Regions from separate parts of the Mus musculus genome. Here regions 1 and 2 are each linked to region 3. The links are chromatin contacts, called in public Hi-C and HiChIP or PLAC-seq maps. All regions are on one chromosome and are shown on one strand. The core of a region is the stretch at or near the end of the contact, and the rest is flanking DNA. Distances in the headings are between cores, read along the strand shown.

The links. Hi-C and Micro-C count contacts between places; a contact is called where the count stands out from the background. HiChIP or PLAC-seq counts read pairs in DNA pulled down with a chosen protein or histone mark.
Region 1: a Hi-C map of B cells shows a contact between it and region 3, with 7 read pairs. The contact joins the promoter of Dnajc30 here to the promoter of Trim56 in region 3. A contact is called at or near these places in 1 of 39 promoter capture datasets (pre-B cells) and 1 of 484 Hi-C or Micro-C datasets (B cells).
Region 2: a contact with region 3 is called in an H3K27ac HiChIP or PLAC-seq map of double positive thymocytes, with 6 times the contacts expected there. The contact joins the promoter of Mafk here to the promoter of Trim56 in region 3. A contact is called at or near these places in 1 of 39 promoter capture datasets (erythroid cells), 1 of 115 datasets of contacts at active chromatin or transcription factors (double positive thymocytes) and 1 of 9 other capture datasets (liver).

The regions. Positions count from the first base shown.
Region 1 is chr5:135,062,847-135,065,546 of GRCm38.p6, forward strand. It overlaps Dnajc30 (DnaJ heat shock protein family (Hsp40) member C30), which reads left to right and starts at 1,360. Exons shown (of 1, transcript NM_025362.3): 1 at 1,360-2,519. The coding sequence starts at 1,405. The coding sequence ends at 2,064. It overlaps Bud23 (BUD23, rRNA methyltransferase and ribosome maturation factor), which reads right to left and starts at 2,113. Exons shown (of 13, transcript NM_025375.4): 1 at 1,678-2,113; 2 at 1,168-1,329; 3 at 1,038-1,075. The coding sequence starts at 1,215.
Region 2 is chr5:139,790,189-139,792,888 of GRCm38.p6, forward strand. Mafk (v-maf musculoaponeurotic fibrosarcoma oncogene family, protein K (avian)) reads left to right here and starts at 1,348. Exons shown (of 3, transcript NM_010757.2): 1 at 1,348-1,524.
Region 3 is chr5:137,114,780-137,117,479 of GRCm38.p6, forward strand. It overlaps Trim56 (tripartite motif-containing 56), which reads right to left and starts at 1,428. Exons shown (of 3, transcript NM_201373.4): 1 at 1,333-1,428; 2 at 10-174.

The DNA of each region.
Region 1 (2,700 bases), core at 110-2,609, 2.1 Mb before region 3:
GCAAAATAAACTATAATCAACTTACTTAACTCTAGAGTTACTAAAGAATGACTTTTAGGCCAATATACTCAAAATGACATTTCAGTACATAATCAGTATAAAATTGTGAATGTGTTGTGTGTGTGTGTGTGTGTTGTGTGTATGTGTGCTCATTTCTTCACATTAGGCCATTTTGACTTACAGTTTTAATAGCTAGCTACTGACTGCCATACTGAACAGAGAATGGCCACACCTGGTCTTCCCAAAAATCAAGGTAAACAGCCCCACAGAAGAGTGTTCCATACAGCCATACGTGCGGGACCATGTCTGCAATTTTACCACTAGTAAGGTAGAGACAAGAGGGTCTGGAATTCAATCACCTCCACTACATAGCAAGTTCAAGAATACTCTGGGCAATATGAGACCAGGTTTCAAACAAACAAACAAAACCAAATAAGCTACCATGTAGAGGATTCAGATATTATTTATGTCAATGGTTGACATGACAACTCAGTGCAATCATGCATTTAAATAAAGATCACAATAAACCCACAATGAGTATGTCCTCTCTCTAATAGTACTGATTCCTTCCGGGGGTGTAGCCTAATGGTAGAGTGCTTTTCAGAATCATCCAGTGAATGGCTAGGGGTGTGCCTCAAAAGTAAAATGTCTACTTAGAATCCCCAAGCGAGGGGCAGGAAGTATCGCTCAGTGACAGACCACTTATGCAGTATGACAGTACCTTATCATATCTTCTAACTATTGCTTACTTTACCACATATTTAAAACACATTGTCAAACGACCCAGGGTAAACTGGAGATGAATATACCCACACTGAGGTAGCAAGATCTTTCCAGGAGCTCAATGGCTTCAAGTTCCCTTTACCGGTGGCAGAACTGCATGTACGCAGACCCACACACACACACACACACACACACACACACACACACTCACACACACTCCCAAATTCTACATGCTTTCCAAGGGACGCCCATAATCGGGGCGACTCGCCGATCCCGACCCCCGCGATGCCGCTCAACAGCCATGCTCTCCTCACTTGCGAACGTATTTCCGGGCTTCATTCTGGTCATAAAACTGTTGAGAAGAGAAAAACACATGGGAGTTTTAAGGGAAGAATCCAAAAGCAGTCATTCTAGAAAAAGACCAAGACCTGGCGGGGCTCTCACCAGCTCCGGCGGTCCGCTGTGTTCGGGTCTCCGGCTACGAGATGCCATCTCGATGGTATGGCAACGCTGGGACCGGCGAGCACTAGCGCGACGCTTTGACGTCATCAATCTGCGCCCGCCTCAGGCGGACCTTTTCCCCCGCCTTTCCTTTTATTTGATTGGCTAGAAGGTGGGGACGCCGCTCAGGATTCGAGGCCTCCATTGGCTGCCTCGGCGCCGCCCCCTCCCAGCCACAACATGGCGGCCGCGCGCTGCCTGGGGTGGACCCTGTCACCGCTATGGAGATGGTGGCAGGTCCGGGGGTTGCCTCCGAGTTCCGCCACGGGTTTGTGCTCGCGAGGGAGGACTTACTCCCGCACCGCCCTCTATGAGCTGCTGGGCGTCCCCTCCACGGCCACGCAAGCACAGATCAAAGCGGCGTACTACCGGCAGAGCTTCCTCTACCATCCGGATCGCAACCCCGGGAGCGCCGAGGCCGCCGAGCGCTTCACGCGCGTCTCCGAAGCTTACCTGGTCTTGGGCAGCACCATCCTCCGGCGCAAGTATGACCGAGGTTTGCTCAGCGACCAGGACCTGCGCGGACCTGGCGTCAAGCCCTCTAAGACGCCCGTGGCCGATCCCGCTCCTCCTCGCCCTCCTCCCTACACCCCTCGGGCTCCCGGTGGCTCTAGGGCTTCTCCCGGCGACGGTCGCACCATGTTCGACTTTGACGCCTTCTACCAGGCGCACTACGGAGAGCAGCTAGAGAGAGAACGGCGTTTGCGCGCCCGGAGGGAAGCCCTTCGCAAAAAGCAGGAGAACCAGGCCAACAAGGGGACCAGCTGGGACGATACACGAGACGCCACTTTCTTTGTCGTCCTTTTCCTTATCTTCGTCTTTGTTGGCTTTCGTATTTAATCGGAGAAAAGGAGGGGAAGGGATCCAGCCCAAGCAACCTTCCTTTCTAGACCTTTGAACCATTGGTCTGCGATTGACTTGACTTCCTCTAGTGGTGTTCTCTTGACCCTCCTCACACCCTCCAGCCTGGCCAGTGATCAACACATCCCTCTCCTTTGGTCCAGAAAAAGACGCTTTTCAGTGGCCAAGAAAGAGGCCCCCGGATAAAGATTCCTGTGAAGACCAGAAATTTAAGTGCTTTCCAGAGTCCCCTGGGTGCCTGTTCATTTCTAGAAGTTACCTTCAGTTGCCAACTCCCAGAACACTTGCTGCGGTTTTAACCAGAAGCCCTGAGCAAGATTTGCCCTGTCCCCTGCCACATGTCTGTATAATAGGTGGTGTTTCCCCTGTAACTGCTGAACTGTGCAATACGACTGGTTGTCCGATGCCAAAAAGATTTAATTCTTGGGGACTCGAGTGAAATTTGTTTTTCTGTGTTACCCCAAGCCACAGGTGAGACTTGATCAAAGATCCAGCAGACGCTGGGGATGTAGCTCTGTGAGAGAATGCTAGCAACAAAAGGCACAGGGTTTAGGCCCCAACTCTGTTATCTTTTGTGTCCTCCTTCCCCACTAAGAAAAAGAGTCAAAGATTGCC
Region 2 (2,700 bases), core at 98-2,597, 2.7 Mb after region 3:
GGCCCAGGAAGTGGCACTATTAGGAGGTATGGCCTTGTTGGAATAGGTGTCTCACTGTGGGTGTGGGCTTTAAGACCCTCATCCTTACTGCTTGGAAGTCAGTCTTCCTAGCAGCCTTCAGATGAAGATGTAGAACTCTCAGCTCTGCCTGCACCATGACTGCCTGGATGCTACCATGATCCTTGATGATAATGGACTAAACCTCTGAACCTATAAGGCAGCCCTAACTAAATGTTGTCCTTATAAGAGTTACCTTGGTCGTGGTGACTATTCACAGCAGTAAAAACCTAACTAAGACACTATCCATTGCTTACAGGGAGAGGGAGAGGGGGGAGGGGGAGGGGAGGGGGAGGGGGAGAGGGAGAGGGAGGGAGGAGAGGGAGGGAGGAGAGGGAGAAGGGGGGAGGGGGAGGGGGAGGGGGAGGGGCAGGCTTAGGTGAAGGCACTTAGGGTGAAGGCAGAAGGATTAAGAGCTTCAAGACAGTGCCAGTGAGGTGGCTCAGTGGGTAAAGGTACCAAGTCTGAGTTCAATTTTCGGAACCCAAAAGTGGAAAGAAAAAACAGATTCCCTAAAGTTGCCCTCTGACTTCCACACATTCGTGGTAGTGTGTGCACACCAATCCACATACATATGAACACACATATAAATAAGTAAAAAAAAAAAATAAAGTTTTATAAGTGTTCCAGGCCACTCTGAGCTGCACAGTGAGACCTTACCTCTGTCTCAGATATAAATCAAAAGGTCATGGTATGGGTCAGAAGAGGATGCTACATACATATCTCTTTCTCCTTTGTAGGGTGCATCTGCCTTGCTGATTATGTGGTGTAACTGAGCCACTTCGCCACCTTGACGTGGGCTTGGTGTTAGGTCCAGAACATGGTCACTAGCCAGTTGGCCTCTATTCTCTCTGCCAAGACCCGGGGAGGCTCCAGCAGCCTCAGGATCACAGTGAGTAGCATAGACGACAGTGGGTGACATAGAGACATAATGCCCAGGCTGAAAGTTCAAGGAAACGTGGGGTCCATACCCAGTGTGCGTCACGCTCGCCTGACACCCCCTACCTTGGGAAAGGAGCACAGACCCCGCCCCGGGTGTGTTGGGGATGGACAGGGCCAGGAGCTCAGCAATGAGACAACTGCACGTGGAAGCATGTAGGAGGACCCAGGGACTGGGGCAGCGAGGGGCGTGGCCATCAGGGGCGTGGTGCCGACGCGCGGCCAGAGAGGGCGTGGTTTTGGTGAGCGAAGAAGCGTGAGCAACAGGGGCGTGATCACTAGGGGCGTGGCCATCGCGGGGGCGGGGCGGTGACGCGCTTCGACGCGCGATCCCGGAAGCGGTGTCAGTACTGGGGAGCCGGCGGCGGGCGGCGGGTGGCAGGGACTTGTTGTTCTTCGCCGAGTCGGAACGAGAAGTCCGAAGCGCGCAGGCGGAGACGGCGACTAAGGGGAGCGCGAGAGCAGAAGCGCTTGTGAAGAGTGCGTGTCCGCAAGGAGCCGCCGCGCCCGGCCCCGCGCGCGACCCGGGTGAGTGAGGGGCTTCGGGAACTGGGTAGGGGAACCCAGAGTTCGTGCACCTGCGGGAGGAGCACCCCGAAGGCCGCGGGACCCAGCCTGGGCCTCGAGCACGTGCCACGCGGGACCTAGCTCAAGGCCCACACGGGACCCACCACGTGCGGGAGAGTGGCACCCGGGAGCCGTGCGCACCTGGCCATTTCCGTCGGCGTAGAATTCGCCCCCACCTCGCCCCCGGCCGGGACCCCGAAAGGGCCTGAGTAACTGGTGTCACTTTCTAATCAGCTGACCGGCCAGCGGTGCCGGATGTGGAAGCTGTGGGTGGGGAGCGAGGCAGGTGACCGTCTTGGCCAGCCTATCGCTTCCGTCACTTTCTTCAGGTGTGGTCTGGGGCCAAGGTCCCATCCAACTCTGAAGTGCGAGGTTCCCTAGTAGGGTGAGCGGATAGGCGTGTTAAGAGTGTGCATGTTTACGAGCGTGCGGCGAGAAATCAGAAGCAAAAACTCTAGCAAATTACAGGTGAAGAAAGCCTCGTGGGTCCTAGGTGCCTAGATTAGATCTCTTTGGGGGAGATAGACTCCTCTTCTGGTATCCTTGAGATAACAGCCACTCCAGCCTCCTAGAACTTGCCCCGTAAGAACGCAGTCGGTATTTGGGAGGTGAGGCTGCTTGGTGCTCTTGTTTCTCTAGGGAAGTTAGTCTGAGCCTCGCTTTTCACACAGCTCTCATTGCTAACACAGATGCACTTTAACAGTTCGCCTTCCAATTGATGGACAGGCACTCAGTACACTCAGTCCTCAAAAGCTAGCTTGTGTCTCAGCTGGTAGGTAGTTCACCCCTTCCACTCCTGTGGAGTCACTAAAATTAGCCCTGGGACCCCAGAGGTTGGCACTGCTGAGGTCATACTGTGGCAGCAACATTTCAGAAGGTATCTGGTGGAGTGCACGTGGGTACTTTGATGCTTTGAGCTGGTGTTTTAGGGCCAGGTAACTTCTTTCAAAGGTGTTGGTCTAAAGCCATTATGTTATGGTGGCACATGCTTGTACTCCTAGCACATGGGAGTCTGAGGCAGGAAGATCTTGAGTTTAAGGTTAGCCTGGATTGCTTAGCTAGTTCAAGACCAGCCTTAGTTACATAGCGAGACACTGTCACACAAAACCAAACTGAAACAGTAGGTGTGAATTTAAG
Region 3 (2,700 bases), core at 178-2,677:
CACACTCACCTGGATGTTTGGTACGTTCTGGCTTGTGGGAGGCACTAGATACCAGGGGAAGGGTTTTTTTCTTCCACTTTGTTCTCTTTACAGACACTCACCAAACGTAAACATGCGACCGGCTGTAGGAAGTGCTGAGCCTGTGGGAAAGATGAGACCAGGTAGCCCCCAGGCCTCAGAGATAGAATACTCTAATTAGTAACATACCAGGTCAAGGGCCAAAGGTAGGTGTAGCCCAAGCCCTTCCCGTCTCATGTAGCCCAGGCTGGCCTCAAACTTGGCCAAGTAGCCCAGGATGACCTTGACCTTCTGAACTTCCTGCCTCCACTTCCGGAGCCCTGGGAAGTTTATGTAGCACTGGAGAAGCAACCTAGGGCTTCTTGTGAGCTAGGCAGCCCTGCTCCTGGGTCTAGCTCCAAGCTTGTGCTCCTCCTGCCTCAGTCTCCTGCGTGCTCACATCACAGGCAAGCACCACCACGTTCACCTTGCCATGGGTCCTGTTATCAGTGGGTGCTAGGACTCAAGGGGCAGCCAGGAAGGACACACAGGTCAGGGGCATGCGAGCACTGTGCTTTTCGATGTTGGACAGGGTCCCGCAGTCTTTGTCCATCCATCTGTCTGGGAGGGTGTCCTGGGAGGGTGGAAGGGGCCCTACTTCCTGCCCCATCTAGCTTTGAAAATAACAACAGATCAAGATGAAGGCTCAGGGAGAAAAAGTTCATCTCCTTCCTTTTCCTGGACCTGGGGGTCATGTAGATCTGGCCTGACTCCTGGAGTCCTCTAATTTTACCATTCCTACCAAACTCATTCTAGAATCCCCTGGAGGGAAGGTACTGTAAGTCCCCAGCACGGTGGCGACTTAATAAAGAAAGCTGGAGCCCGAGACAGGAAGCTTGCCACAAATTTGAGGCTAGCCTGGGTTTAAAAGTGAGTTTCAGGACAGCCTGGGGCTACAATAGTGAGTTCTGGTTGAGCTTGCCCTACAGAGAGATCTAGCCTTGAGAGAGAGAATGAGAGCGATCACTTTTCTTTTTCCCCAGTGTTGGGAGGAAAAAAAAACAAACAAACTCGGAGTGGGGGGTGGGGGTGCGGTTGTCTACACTCAGTGAGTGTAGGATTCAGGACACAAGGTGGGAGGTGGGAGGCTGAGGGACAGGGCCTGGCTCCAAGCTTGTCCTCCCAAGCTTCTCAGGTCCCCTCTGCCCTCTCTCCCCTCCCTTCCTTTCCCTCTCCCGGGCTTTCTCACTTCCCCTTTCCTCCCTCCCCTCCCCCCAGGCTAGTCTTTCTGGGTGCTGGCTCTTAACCCCATCCGCCTTCCCGGGCTCTCCTTACCCAGCCACAGCTGATCCTGGACTCTCCCAGCAGGACCGGGGAGCCCCGAAATCCCGCTACCGCCAGCAGTTGACTACCTGCAAGAGAAACAAAACTGAAAGTAATCGTACTGTGGTGGTGCAACTTCCGTCCCCGGCCCGGGACAACTACTCTGGGGCGCAAGCCCCGCCTTCCTCACCACTCCACCCTGGAACCCTCCCTCCCCTCTGGCCGGGGCAATAAGGCCAGACCCGACTCCAGCAGGAAGGTCTGGGGGCTACAGGTTAGGGCGACTGGTAGCCCCAGGCTCAAGCTGTCAGCTTGTGTGTGTGTTGCAAACAAGACACTGCCCCAGAATCTATTCTCTGAGCATGTTTATCGGGTCAGGATGTTTATGTGTGGCAAGGAATGACAGATGAGCGATTGGGCCAGTGGGCGAGGCTCCTCGTGGGTCCTTTGCTAACCGTTGAAGCTGTGAGCCCCAGATAAGAACATTTCCAGAGCTTAGCGCAGTCTTTCTGGAGGAGGCTGTCTAGAGATGTGTTTGAGGAGGTCTCGGAGCATTTGGGGGCTTTCCCGGGGCAAGAGCGTTCTGAGAGCAACAGGTGTGCAGGGACAGAGAAATGACATCCGAAATCCTCAGCCTTCGGTGGTGGGCCACAGCTGTAATCCCTGCGCTGGGAGCTGGAGGCAGGAAGACCAGAGGTTCCATGCTAGCTAGCCTCAGATACTTGGCAAGTTTAAGGCCTGTGAAGCTTGAAAGAATCACAGGGGACCGTGTGAACCGTGGAAGACAACAGACGTTGTAGAGGGAGGAATTGACTAACATTGTTGGATGCCACAAACCAGGTAGTCAATCAAAATGAGGACAGGAAGTCATTGGGGTGGTAGCAGACCTAACATGGTTCACCTTGTCGATCTCCCTACCCTTTTATTCTCTCCCCCAAATTTTTGCTTCATGCTGGTGTAAAAGCAACATATTCAGAAAAAAAAATGTACTTTGGGTGTTTTTTTTTTCTTATGTATATATTTAGACAAAGTCTCGTTATTTAGCCCAGGCTAGCTTCAAGATCCTTCTGCCCCAGCCTCTTGAGTGTTGGTATTTCAGGTGTGTACCACCACCTCCATCTTTGGAAATTTTTTTTTTTTTTTTTTTTTTTTTAGCCTAGAAAAAAAAGTACAATTCCAAGGGGAAGGCCTGGAAAAACCAGACAGCACAGAAAGACAAGAGAGATTAAGGTTGCACTGGGGTGGACTCACCCCCATATGGCTCAATGGCTTACAGTGGTAGAAAGCTCGCCTGGTATGCCCGAGGCCCTGGATTACACCCACAGCACCTAATAAACTAGGCATAACCCCAGCACTTGGGAGGCAGAGGCTGGAAGATCT